Linked DNA regions of Xenopus tropicalis: region 1 is linked to region 2. A link is a contact called in public Hi-C data. All regions are on one chromosome and are shown on one strand. The core of a region is the stretch at or near the end of the contact, and the rest is flanking DNA. Distances in the headings are between cores, read along the strand shown. Region 1 holds the start of krt12.3 (keratin 12, gene 3). Region 2 has its middle 18 kb from the start of krt17.

Region 1 (5,289 bases), core at 1,905-4,404, 410 kb before region 2:
TTTCCAAGCTCTGAAGTGACCGTTTCAGCTCAGTGATTTCGCTCTTGCTGGCCTGAACTTGTTCAACCCCAACTGAAATCTCTTTCTTCAGCTCACCGCTCTGCAATAATAAATAGATGCTTTTAGATCTAAAGGGAATCCACTGAAGCATTCTAGAACATAAACTCTCTCTCCATTATGTATACTCATTGCATCTCTACATACAGACTTCTCTATATAAAGATTCCACATTTCTAGACACATATTATCCCAAATTGACCTCCTATGTAAGCATTGCTGTTGTTTAAACTCCCACTTCTACTATCAGTCCTGCATCAAGTGCTCCAAGGTTAGTCTTGCCATGCTTTGGCCTTTATCATAACACATTATTGTTGTATTCTCATCACTAGTATGTGCAAGAAGACTATACTTGAATACTAGGTTCATGTTAGTCTAAATTGCCAAGAGACTACAAGAGCCTGGCCTCTCTAGAGATAGACTGATGCGTGCAGAAAGGCTACAAATACATGATAAAAGAATGAAGGTCTCACATTGTAATTGCTTGATTTATAATAACAAAAGGGTACCTTCTGGGTGAACCACAACTCTGCATCCCTGCGGTTCTTCTCAGCCAGTATTTCATAGTCAGCTCTCATGTTATTCAGAATGTTGGTCAGATCCACGCCTGGAGCCGCGTCCATCTCAACACTCACTTTTCCGGCGCTCTGGCTCTTGGCATGCATCATCTCCTGTACAACAAAATCGAAGTATAAGTTAGCATTACACCTTAAGGAGAGGTTTAGTATCATATAGCGCTATGAAGGTTTCATTATTGGGAAATGTGCATGTATGTGTCCTGCCATCTCACCTCCTCATGGTTCTTCTTCAGGTAGGCCAGCTCTTCAGTCAAGCTCTCAATCTGCATCTCCAGGTCACCTCTAGCCAGGGTCAGCTCATCCAGGACTCTACGCAGGCCAGCGATATCAGCCTCCACGCTCTGGCGAAGAGCCAGCTCATTCTCAAACCTAGAAGAAAAAAAATAATAATTATGAAACAATAATGGCTGGTTTGGGGTTTCAATGTGATAGGGACCTTAGATTGTAAGCTCACTGGGGCAGGGACTGATGGGAATGTGATAGGGACCTTAGATTGTAAGCTCCACTGGGGCAGGGACTGATGGGAATGTGATCGGGACCTTAGATTGTAAGCTCCACTGGGGCAGGGATTGATGGGAATGGGATAGGGACCTTAGATTGTAAGCTCACTGGGGCAGGGACTGATGGGAATGGGATAGGGACCTTAGATTGTAAGCTCACTGGGGCAGGGATTGATGGGAATGGGATAGGGACCTTAGATTGTAAGCTCACTGGGGCAGGGACTGATGGGAATGTGATCGGGACCTTAGATTGTAAGCTCACTGGGGCAGGGATTGATGGGAATGTGATAGGGACCTTAGATTGTAAGCTCACTGGGGCAGGGACTGATGGGAATGGGATAGGGACCTTAGATTGTAAGCTCCACTGGGGCAGGGACTGATGGGAATGTGATAGGGACCTTAGATTGGGGCAGTAGGCATTATGCGTGGCTGTTTTGTGGTTTCAATGTGATAGGGACCTTAGATTGTAAGCTCACTGGGGCAGGGACTGATGGGAATGTGATAGGGACCTTAGATTGTAAGCTCCACTGGGGCAGGGACTGATGGGAATGTGATCGGGACCTTAGATTGTAAGCTCACTGGGGCAGGGACTGATGGGAATGTGATCGGGACCTTAGATTGTAAGCTCACTGGGGCAGGGACTGATGGGAATGTGATAGGGACCTTAGATTGGGGCAGTAGGCATTATGCGTGGCTGTTTTGTGGTTTCTTCCAGTTACACCAGTTTGTTCCCACACTACAAAAGCTCAAATCAGGGTAATTGGCTCCTGATAAGATGTTATAGGAACTTTATATTGTAAATTCCACTGGAGCTGGAAAGAACTAATGACTGGGGCTACAAAAAGGATGAGAATAATGTTACAGATAATTAGTAGCAGCTACTCCTAAATGCATGTTAGGGTTATATGGGTTATATGACCGTTATTTAGGTATAAACAACACCCCTATGAATAGCCGAGGATTTACAATTCAAAGAACAATGGAGGACCTTTTTGGCCACGCCCTCACCCTGCTCTACTTGGAGAAACCACACCCGAGTTTTGCTGATATTTTATTATTAAATTGTTTTGAACTTACTTAAGTCTGAAGTCGTCAGCAGCCAGTCTGGCGTTGTCGATTTGCAGGGTCACTGTAGCGTTATCAACAGTTGCACCGTGGATCTAGAAAACATTAAGAAGAAGATTTTAGACTTTTTTTGCTCCCAATGTGCATTCTGTATATCTGTTGGTACATAGGGCTATATCCCCACCCATGCCTTGGGCAGGCAACGGTTTAGACTATGGGCGTGTCTAAATAACTAAGTGGGACGGACAACTTGCCAGTATCACACAGACATCAATAGTTTCTCTTAGTTAATGTAACTGAGGCTATTAATTCAATTAAGGCCTGATTTTCAACAAACATTTACAACCGTTATTGTCCATTTATCAATACAGTGACATGTTGAAACGTGTGTAAATTAGTTGATATAAATGGATAAAACCAAAACTCTCCGGCCATAAATTAAGAATCTAAAATGAATGAAATATTCTGTTCAAACCTAAATATATTGGGAAGATGGCGTAGTTAAGGTTTCAAAAAGATTAAAAAAAGACCTACCTTGCCCCTCAGCTCACTGATGATCTCAAAATATTTGCTGTAGTCTTTAGACCCAGCTCCAAGGCCGGTGCCTGTTTGCTTCTCGTGCCAAGTGCGGATCTTCCCTTCCAGGTCGGCATTGGAGGCTTCCAGGGCTCTGACCTTCTCCAGGTAGGAAGCAAGGCGGTCATTGAGGTTCTGCATGGCGTGCTTTTCATTTCCACCGAAGTTGCTTAAGCTGGAGCTGGCTGCCGCCGCCATGGCAAAGTTACCCCCAGAGGATGAGAAGCCAGAGCCTGCACCGCTGCCAAAGCCTCCTCCAAAGCCGCTGCCTGCCAAGCTGCTGCCTCCATAGCTGCTGCCTCCAAAGCCACCTTTGCCGGATGAGCTTGAATAGTATGAAGCAGAGCTGGACCTATAGGAAGTCATGATGGCTGTTTATTGGTAGATATTCTCCGACAAGTCAGCTAGGACAAAGCAGAGAGCAAGGATGCAACTTTCTGCTTCCAGACCACGCATATATATACCCCTGCTGGGGTGGGTGGTCCTTTCCCCAACCTGACGGCCTCCAATAAGGAAAATTCTTTTCTTTTTGTCCAGGTCACCAAGCTGATCCAATGCAATTATCCATCTCTCTCAGTTATGTGGCCCCAGGGTGTTTGTTAACTTGGTTACAAACTGGGAGGGGTAAATTCTTGCAGCCCCACTCTCACCTTGCCCCAGGCTTCCTTCTACCAGCTTTTTTTTTTTTCTTCTTCTTCTTTCCGTGATAATTCACTACAATTTATAGGAAACTAAATGAGTGAAATAACATATGATTTTTAATTTTCCCCCCAAAATATTTTCGTTGTCGTATAATAGAAAAAAAAAAACACATTATTTTCAACTTGAGTGTTTTTGAAACTTTAAAGGCACGAGGGAACATGTTAAATTATCTTCAGCAATTTTCCTAATGTCACAGGGGTCAGCGTTAGTTAGAGGTGAGTTATGCAAGGGCAAACAGGTAAGGCCTGAATATCTAGTTAGGGGCCAGTACAGTATAAGCTACACTCATGTCATTATAACCACTTATAGATATCATTCAATCAGCTAATGTTCTCTTTGTCATAATGGAGCTGTTACATTAATCGGAACAGTTCCCTATGTAATATCAAACATGGAATATCTGCCATAGTGTGATAGGGACCTTAGATTGTAAGCTCACTGGGGCAGGGACTGATTGGATTGTGATAGGGACCTTAGATTGTAAGCTCACTGGGGCAGGGACTGATGGGAATGTGATAGGGACCTTAGATTGTAAGCTCACTGGGGCAGGGACTGATGGGAATGTGATAGAGACCTTAGACTGTAAGCTCACTGGGGCAGGGACTGATGGGAATGGGATAGGGACCTTAGATTGTAAGCTCACTAAGGCAGGGCCTGATGGGAATGTGATAGGAACCTTAGATTGTAAGCTCACTGGGGCAGGGACTGATGGGAATGTGATAGGGACCTTAGATTGTAAGCTCACTGGGGCAGGGGCTGATGGGAATGGGATAGGGACCTTAGATTGTAAGCTCACTGGGGCAGGGACTGATAGGAATGATGTCAATAATTACAACAATATTTTTAAAGTACTATATTACACTCCCTTTGGGCTGGAGAGCCCCAATTCCAGTTGGCCACAGTCCTGTAGTTTAGGCAACCCCTTGCTAATTACAAGCAAGGGGTTGCTAATTACAAGTGTCCTGCATCCATGGTTTTGCCCCATTCAAGAGAACCCTGTACTTACACCGACCATTGGCCAGGTATAAAGCCTCGGCTTCCCTTTCATGTTGGCTCAGACAGTACTCTGGCCAAGTACTCTAGGCTCCATTTTAAAAAGGATTCCATTTTCTCTGTAATAATAAAACAGTACCTGTACTTGATCCCAACTAAGATATAATTACCCCTTATTGGGGCAGAACAGCCCTATTGGGTTTATTTAATGGTTAAATGATTCCCTTTTCTCTGTAATAATAAAACAGTACCTGTACTTGATCCCAACTAAGATATAATTACCCCTTATTGGGGGCAGAACAGCCCTATTGGGTTTAATGTATAGTATGAAGATCCAGATTACGGAAAATTCCAGGTACCGAGCATTCTGGAACGCAGGCCCCACAACTGTATTTAGATAATTAACAGTAGTGATTAGTGACAATAAATCAATTTTATAGTCCAGTCAAACTGCAGTAATTAATTAAATGAATGGAATTAGGTTAGATAAAACTCATCACAATTATGTGAAGGAGGCCAGGGTGCTGCAGAACTTGCTCCAGTTGGACAGGTTGATCCAGGCCTGGGGGGGGGGGCAGTAATTAAAAGAATACAGAGCAGCATTCCTCTTCCAAATTTGTGAATTGTTTGTAAAAAAAAAAAAAGTGTGAGTGGCGGCTGTGACTTATCAGAAATTAGTGCTGTCAGTCAAGCTTGACAGTTTGGCAGGAAAGTTCTAACAAATTCAGATTCAACAGAATAACAGGCTTGTTGCACTGTGTTTGGGGCTGATGGATATATAGTATCACAGCCCTATTGCCTGGTATATTGGTATATAT
Region 2 (5,211 bases), core at 2,168-4,667:
AGTATGCAGGCTAATGCTGCTGGGTAAATTTAAGTAGTGACCCATGTAATTCACCTAAAACACTAGAACCCACAGGCAAGGAAGACAGTATAAATACACTGAGGCTTATTGAAGATCAAACCTTTTCCAGGAGCGCCCTCTGCTGGGGATTATGGGATTCATTTCTTGCCAAGGGATGTTACAGTTCTCCGTTTCCCCAATAGGTGGCAGCGACGAGTCATATTCCATAAGGAGCAGGGATTTGTTTTTTGTAACATGCCCATAGTAAGTGCTTAGCCATCATTTCTCTATCTGGTGTTAGATTCCTATAGCTCAATAGAAACCAGTCGCACAAGGAGTGTCGTATCTGTTACATTCAGCAAAGTATTGTCATTCTGAGCAGCTATTTCCAGCCCAGGGGACTACACTGGCCTTTTGGATTAATTCCTACAATATAAGTGTGGGTTCCGTAGCTCTGGTATTAATCTTTCACACTAATATCTATACAGAATCATCTAATATTAGGACTCATCAAAGGGGTAATTCACCGTTAAATTACATTTTAGGGGGTGATGTAATAAAAGCCAATACGTTTGCCCAGGAGCAGTAACCCATAGCAACCAATCAGCTGGAAGCATTTACTGGTCACCTGTTTAAAAGTCTTTTTGGTTGCCATGGGTTACTAGGCAAACTTAGTGCCTTTTACATAGTATGTTATAGAATGGCCAATTCAAAGCAACTTTTCAATTAGTCTTTATATTTTATCGTTTTTGAATTATTAACCTTCTTCTTTTGATTCTTTCCAGGTTTCAAATGGGGGTCACTGACCCCGGCAGCCGAAAAACTATTGTTCTCTGAGGCTCCAGTTTTATTGTTATTGTTACTGTTACTTACTTAGCTTTGTATCCAGTCCCTCTCCTATTCATATTCCAGTCTCTTATTCAAACTACTCCCTGGTTGCTAAGGTAATTTTGACCCTAGCAACCTGATAGCTGCTGAAATTCCAAACTAGAGAGCTGCTACATACAAAGCTAAATAATATAAAAAAAGAACACATATAATGAAAAAAGTGTTAACACTAAGGTGAACACTAGGGGGCCTGGTGAGAACTGGGTTCACTGATGCACTGAAGGGGGCAGGTCAGGTGGGTTGGGGTTGTATCTTATGAAATGGGCAGCAAAATGGCCAAGATTTACCAAATAAATGAGGGGGGATAATAATTGGTGTCTTCCAGTTGGGGTTGAACACCACCACAAGGGGGCAGTAGGTGGCAGGTAGGGTAAGGAGGTGGATCAAGCCTGGTTTAGCACTGACAAGGGGCTAGGGGGCAGCAGGCCCCGACTGGCAAACTGGCAAATGCCAAAGGGGCTGCTGTAAGATGCCATAGACAGCCTCGACCAATCCCGCAGGCTCAATAAATAGTGACATAATCCCATAATATATAATTATATAACCTTATATTATCAATTACATTCAGAGAGAAAAGATGCCCAGGGCACTGATACAATTCCTATACAGGAACACATTGTTGTCCCCTTGATTAATTTTATTGGCTCTTCTGTTCTTTTTTGGTCTTCACAAGACATTAGCGGGGTTATATAAAAAAAAAGGCACTAGGTTTGCCCAGGAGCAGTAACCCATAGCAACCAATCCGCAGGTAGCATTTACTGGACACCTGTTTAAAAGCAAACCTCTTATTGGTTGCTATGGGTTACTGCTCCTGGGCAAACTTAGTGCCTTTTATTACATATGGGGGTAAGTCTTAGAATTATCTCTGTCTGTATCAGAGATGTCTGTCCGTCAGTACTGTCATTGTGCTTGGAATCATTCACATCCATCCATGATCCATGGAGCTTACAATCTAACCTGCCTGATGATGGGAGCCCAGTGCAGAGTGCAAACATTGCATTTTCTCTAAATCTCTGCATGGTAACTGGGCTGAATCCCTTATAAGACAGATGCAGGGCCAGACTGGGCTGTGTCAGACCCCCAGGGGCTACTACACTGGGGCCCCTGCTTGCCCACGCAGCCCCGAACTGATATTAGGGCTCATTAATACAACACTAAGGGCCACATACTCAAGCCCCTTATTGCGCTTATTTACGGAGCACTTTCGGCAGCGGATGTAAGTGATCGCTGCACTGGTGATGAGCGGATCGAGAAAAACTTGGCCGGCAACCAACCCTAACCCACCCCTCCCAGGGGTCCTGGCCCCCAGAGGTGGCCAAGTTGATGCCGATTTTGATGCCGATTTTTTAATTGGAATTTCGGCTCTTCTAGAGAGTGTTTCTGCACTTTCTGCACTAGAAGAGCCAAAATTCTGATTTAAAAATCAGAATTTCGGCTCTTTAATTTACCAGGAGGGGCTCTTTGCCGCACTTTGTTACTTGTCCGGTGTCTCAAACTCATGGCAGCAGCACCCCTGCCCCCTCCCAACCCAAACTATACCCAACCCAAACTATACCCAACCCAAACTCTGCCCAACCTGGCTTCTCCTCTCTATTTATAGACCTATATATACATATATATACACCTATAAATCCAGAGGCACAAGCTGCCAGTATAAGGTCCCGGGCAGGGAGAGCAGGCACAAAAGCTTAACCCAAACCCGCCCATGACCAGCCAAGGTCGGCCCGAACCCACCCAACCTGTGGGTAATTGGGCCGGCCCGCACTGGCCTGCACCTTGTGGCCAAAGCCATTGCAAGAAGAAAATTGATTTTGAACAGCACCGCACCTATGTATTTAAAATGCCTTTATTGCACACTATAGGGCATTACAGCCCTTAAATCCATTGCAAAATACAAAGCAAAGTCCTGTGGATGCAATGTACCCAACGCCTGCCATAGGGATTAAGGAGGCAGTAAATTTGGGGGCAGATAGGGCACCCTATGCACCTCTGGCCCACCCACATGAATACAGTGCTGCCAAGCAGGTCATTGGCACTTGCACCAGGCTCCTTGGCAAAATGATGATCGTCTATGGCTGAAATGTACTTGGGCCGTGGGCCACCTTCCCCCTAGCAAATATAAATATTATTATTCCCCCCCCACCCACTGTCAATGGCTTCCGGCCAGGGCTGGGAAGCAGCAAGAGGAAAGCGTCTGGGTTTGAATACTTGTAAATGGCACAGATATTCGACTGCAAAGTCAGTTCTGGGGCAACTAGAGCCATTACGGCACCCAAGGGGGCAGAGAGAGAATGAAGTGATGCCCAAACCCCTGCCCCAGTTTTTGCTGATGGGATACTAAACCTAGTGGGATGCACAGTTGCACTGTACTGGGGGTGACTTGGGGGATTATTGGGGGGCTCAGCAACCTTGTAGTGTATATGGGCAGTTCCCGGCCTGTATCGGCACAGCAGAGCGTATAGGTGGGAACAGACAGGTCTGTGCAATGTTGCAGCGCTGGGTGTGCCAGGAATGTGGCCGCTCGGCTCGGGCAGGCACCGGCAGGCTGTAATTATCATGTCTGACATAGTGACACCCCAGCCCCAGGGAGAAGGAGGGGAAGGAGTAGGGCAGGTTCCAGCCTGAATATAACCGTGTTATGCTCTGTATTCAAGGTCTCGGGGGGTCTGCTCTGTGTAAATGGCAGCTCTATAAAGGGGTCCTCATCAAACCCCCATGCATGCACATATACAGATCTTGTGGGGCCTTTAATAAGTTACATGTATAAGCAGCGCCTTCTAACATAACAACCAATCAGAATTTAGCTTTGATCGGTCGAGTCCAGTTATGGTAATAAAAGTATCTGATTGGTACTGATTGGCCCTTGCACTGGTGCAAATGTTTTTTAGCAGACTATGGAGTTATCTTATGGAGATCCAAATTATGGAAAGATTCCCTTATACAGAAAATCTCAGGTTCCAAACCTTCTGAATAACAGGTCCCATTCCTGTGTATACATAGAGAGAGAGACAGACAGACAGACAGACAGAAAGAGACAACAACAAGAGCCCCTCTGCACTCGCACTCTTGCCGAGCAATGCCCTCCCCTTTAAGCAAAACAGGGATTGTTTGTCCCTATATTGCAATACATTCAAGCTGGGCAACTACATAACACTCACCCTAAACTCACTCACCCCCGGTCTGGCCTGTCCTACACTCACTCACCCCCAGTCTGGCCTGTCCTACACTCACTCACCCCCAGTCTGGCCAGTCCTACACTCACTCACCCCCGGTCTGGCCTGTCCTACCCTCACTCACCCCCGGTCTGGCCAGTCCTACACTCACTCACCCTCGGTCTGGCCAGTCCTACACTCACTCACCCCCGGTCTGGCCAGTCCTACACTCACTCACCCCCGGTCTGGCCAGTCCTACACTCACTCACCCCCGGTCTGGCCTGTCCTACACTCACTCACCCCCGGTCTGGCCCTGTCCTACACTCACTCACCCCCGGTCTGGCCAGTCCTACACTCACTCACCCCCGATCTGGCCAGTCCTACACTCACTCACCCCCGATCTGGCCAGTCCTACACTCACTCACCCCCAGTCTGGCCAGTCCTACCCTCACTCACCCCCGGTCTGGCCAGTCCTACACTCACTCACCCCCGGTCTGGCCTGTCCTACACTCACCCCCCGGTCTGGCCTGTCCTACACTCACTTACCCCCGGTCTGGCCAGTCCTACACTCACTCACCCCCGGTCTGGCCAGTCCTACACTCACTCACCCCCGGTCTGGCCAGTCCTACACTCACTCACCCCCGGTCTGGCCAGTCCTACACTCACTCACCCCTGGTCTGGCCCGTCCTACACTCACTCACCCCCAGTCTGGCCTGTCCTACACTCACTCACCCCCGGTCTGGCCTGTCCTACACTCACTCTCCCCCAGTCTGGCCCGTCCTGCACTCACTCACCCCGGTCTGGCCCGTCCTACACTCACTCACCCCCGGTCTGGCCCGTCCTACACTCACTCACCCACCAGTCTGGCCAGTCCTACACTCACTCACCCCTGGTCTGGCCTGTCCTACACTCACTCACCCCCAGTCTGGCCTGTCCTACACTCACTCACCCCCGGTCTGGCCTGTCCTACACTCACTCACCCCCAGTCTGGCCAGTCCTACACTCACTCACCCCCGGTCTGGCCTGTCCTACACTCACTCACCCCGGTCTGGCCTGTCCTACACTCACTCACCCCCGGTCTGGCCAGTCCTACACTCACTCACCCCTGGTCTGGCCTGTCCTACACTCACTCACCCCCTGTCTGGCCAGTCCTACACTCACTCACCCCCAG

Evidence for each region. A called contact is a pair of places that touch in the nucleus more often than the background predicts.
Region 1: a Hi-C map of neurula embryo shows a contact between it and region 2, with 2.9 times the contacts expected there. The contact joins the promoter of krt12.3 here to the enhancer-like site in region 2. A contact is called at or near these places in 2 of 5 Hi-C or Micro-C datasets (brain and neurula embryo).

Annotation. Positions count from the first base shown.
Region 1 is chr10:8,017,577-8,022,865 of UCB_Xtro_10.0, reverse strand. It overlaps krt12.3 (keratin 12, gene 3), which reads right to left and starts at 3,154. Exons shown (of 8, transcript NM_001016659.2): 1 at 2,735-3,154; 2 at 2,213-2,295; 3 at 848-1,004; 4 at 567-728; 5 at 1-100. The coding sequence starts at 3,142.
Region 2 is chr10:7,603,802-7,609,012 of UCB_Xtro_10.0, reverse strand. No RefSeq gene overlaps it. Among named protein-coding and RNA genes, the nearest start is that of krt17, 18 kb to the left of the region's middle. Within about 2 kb of position 3,417, at least 5 of the 11 cell types and tissues checked have an H3K27ac peak or open chromatin away from gene starts, as enhancers often do. A contact at or near this core is called in neurula embryo, where this site is marked.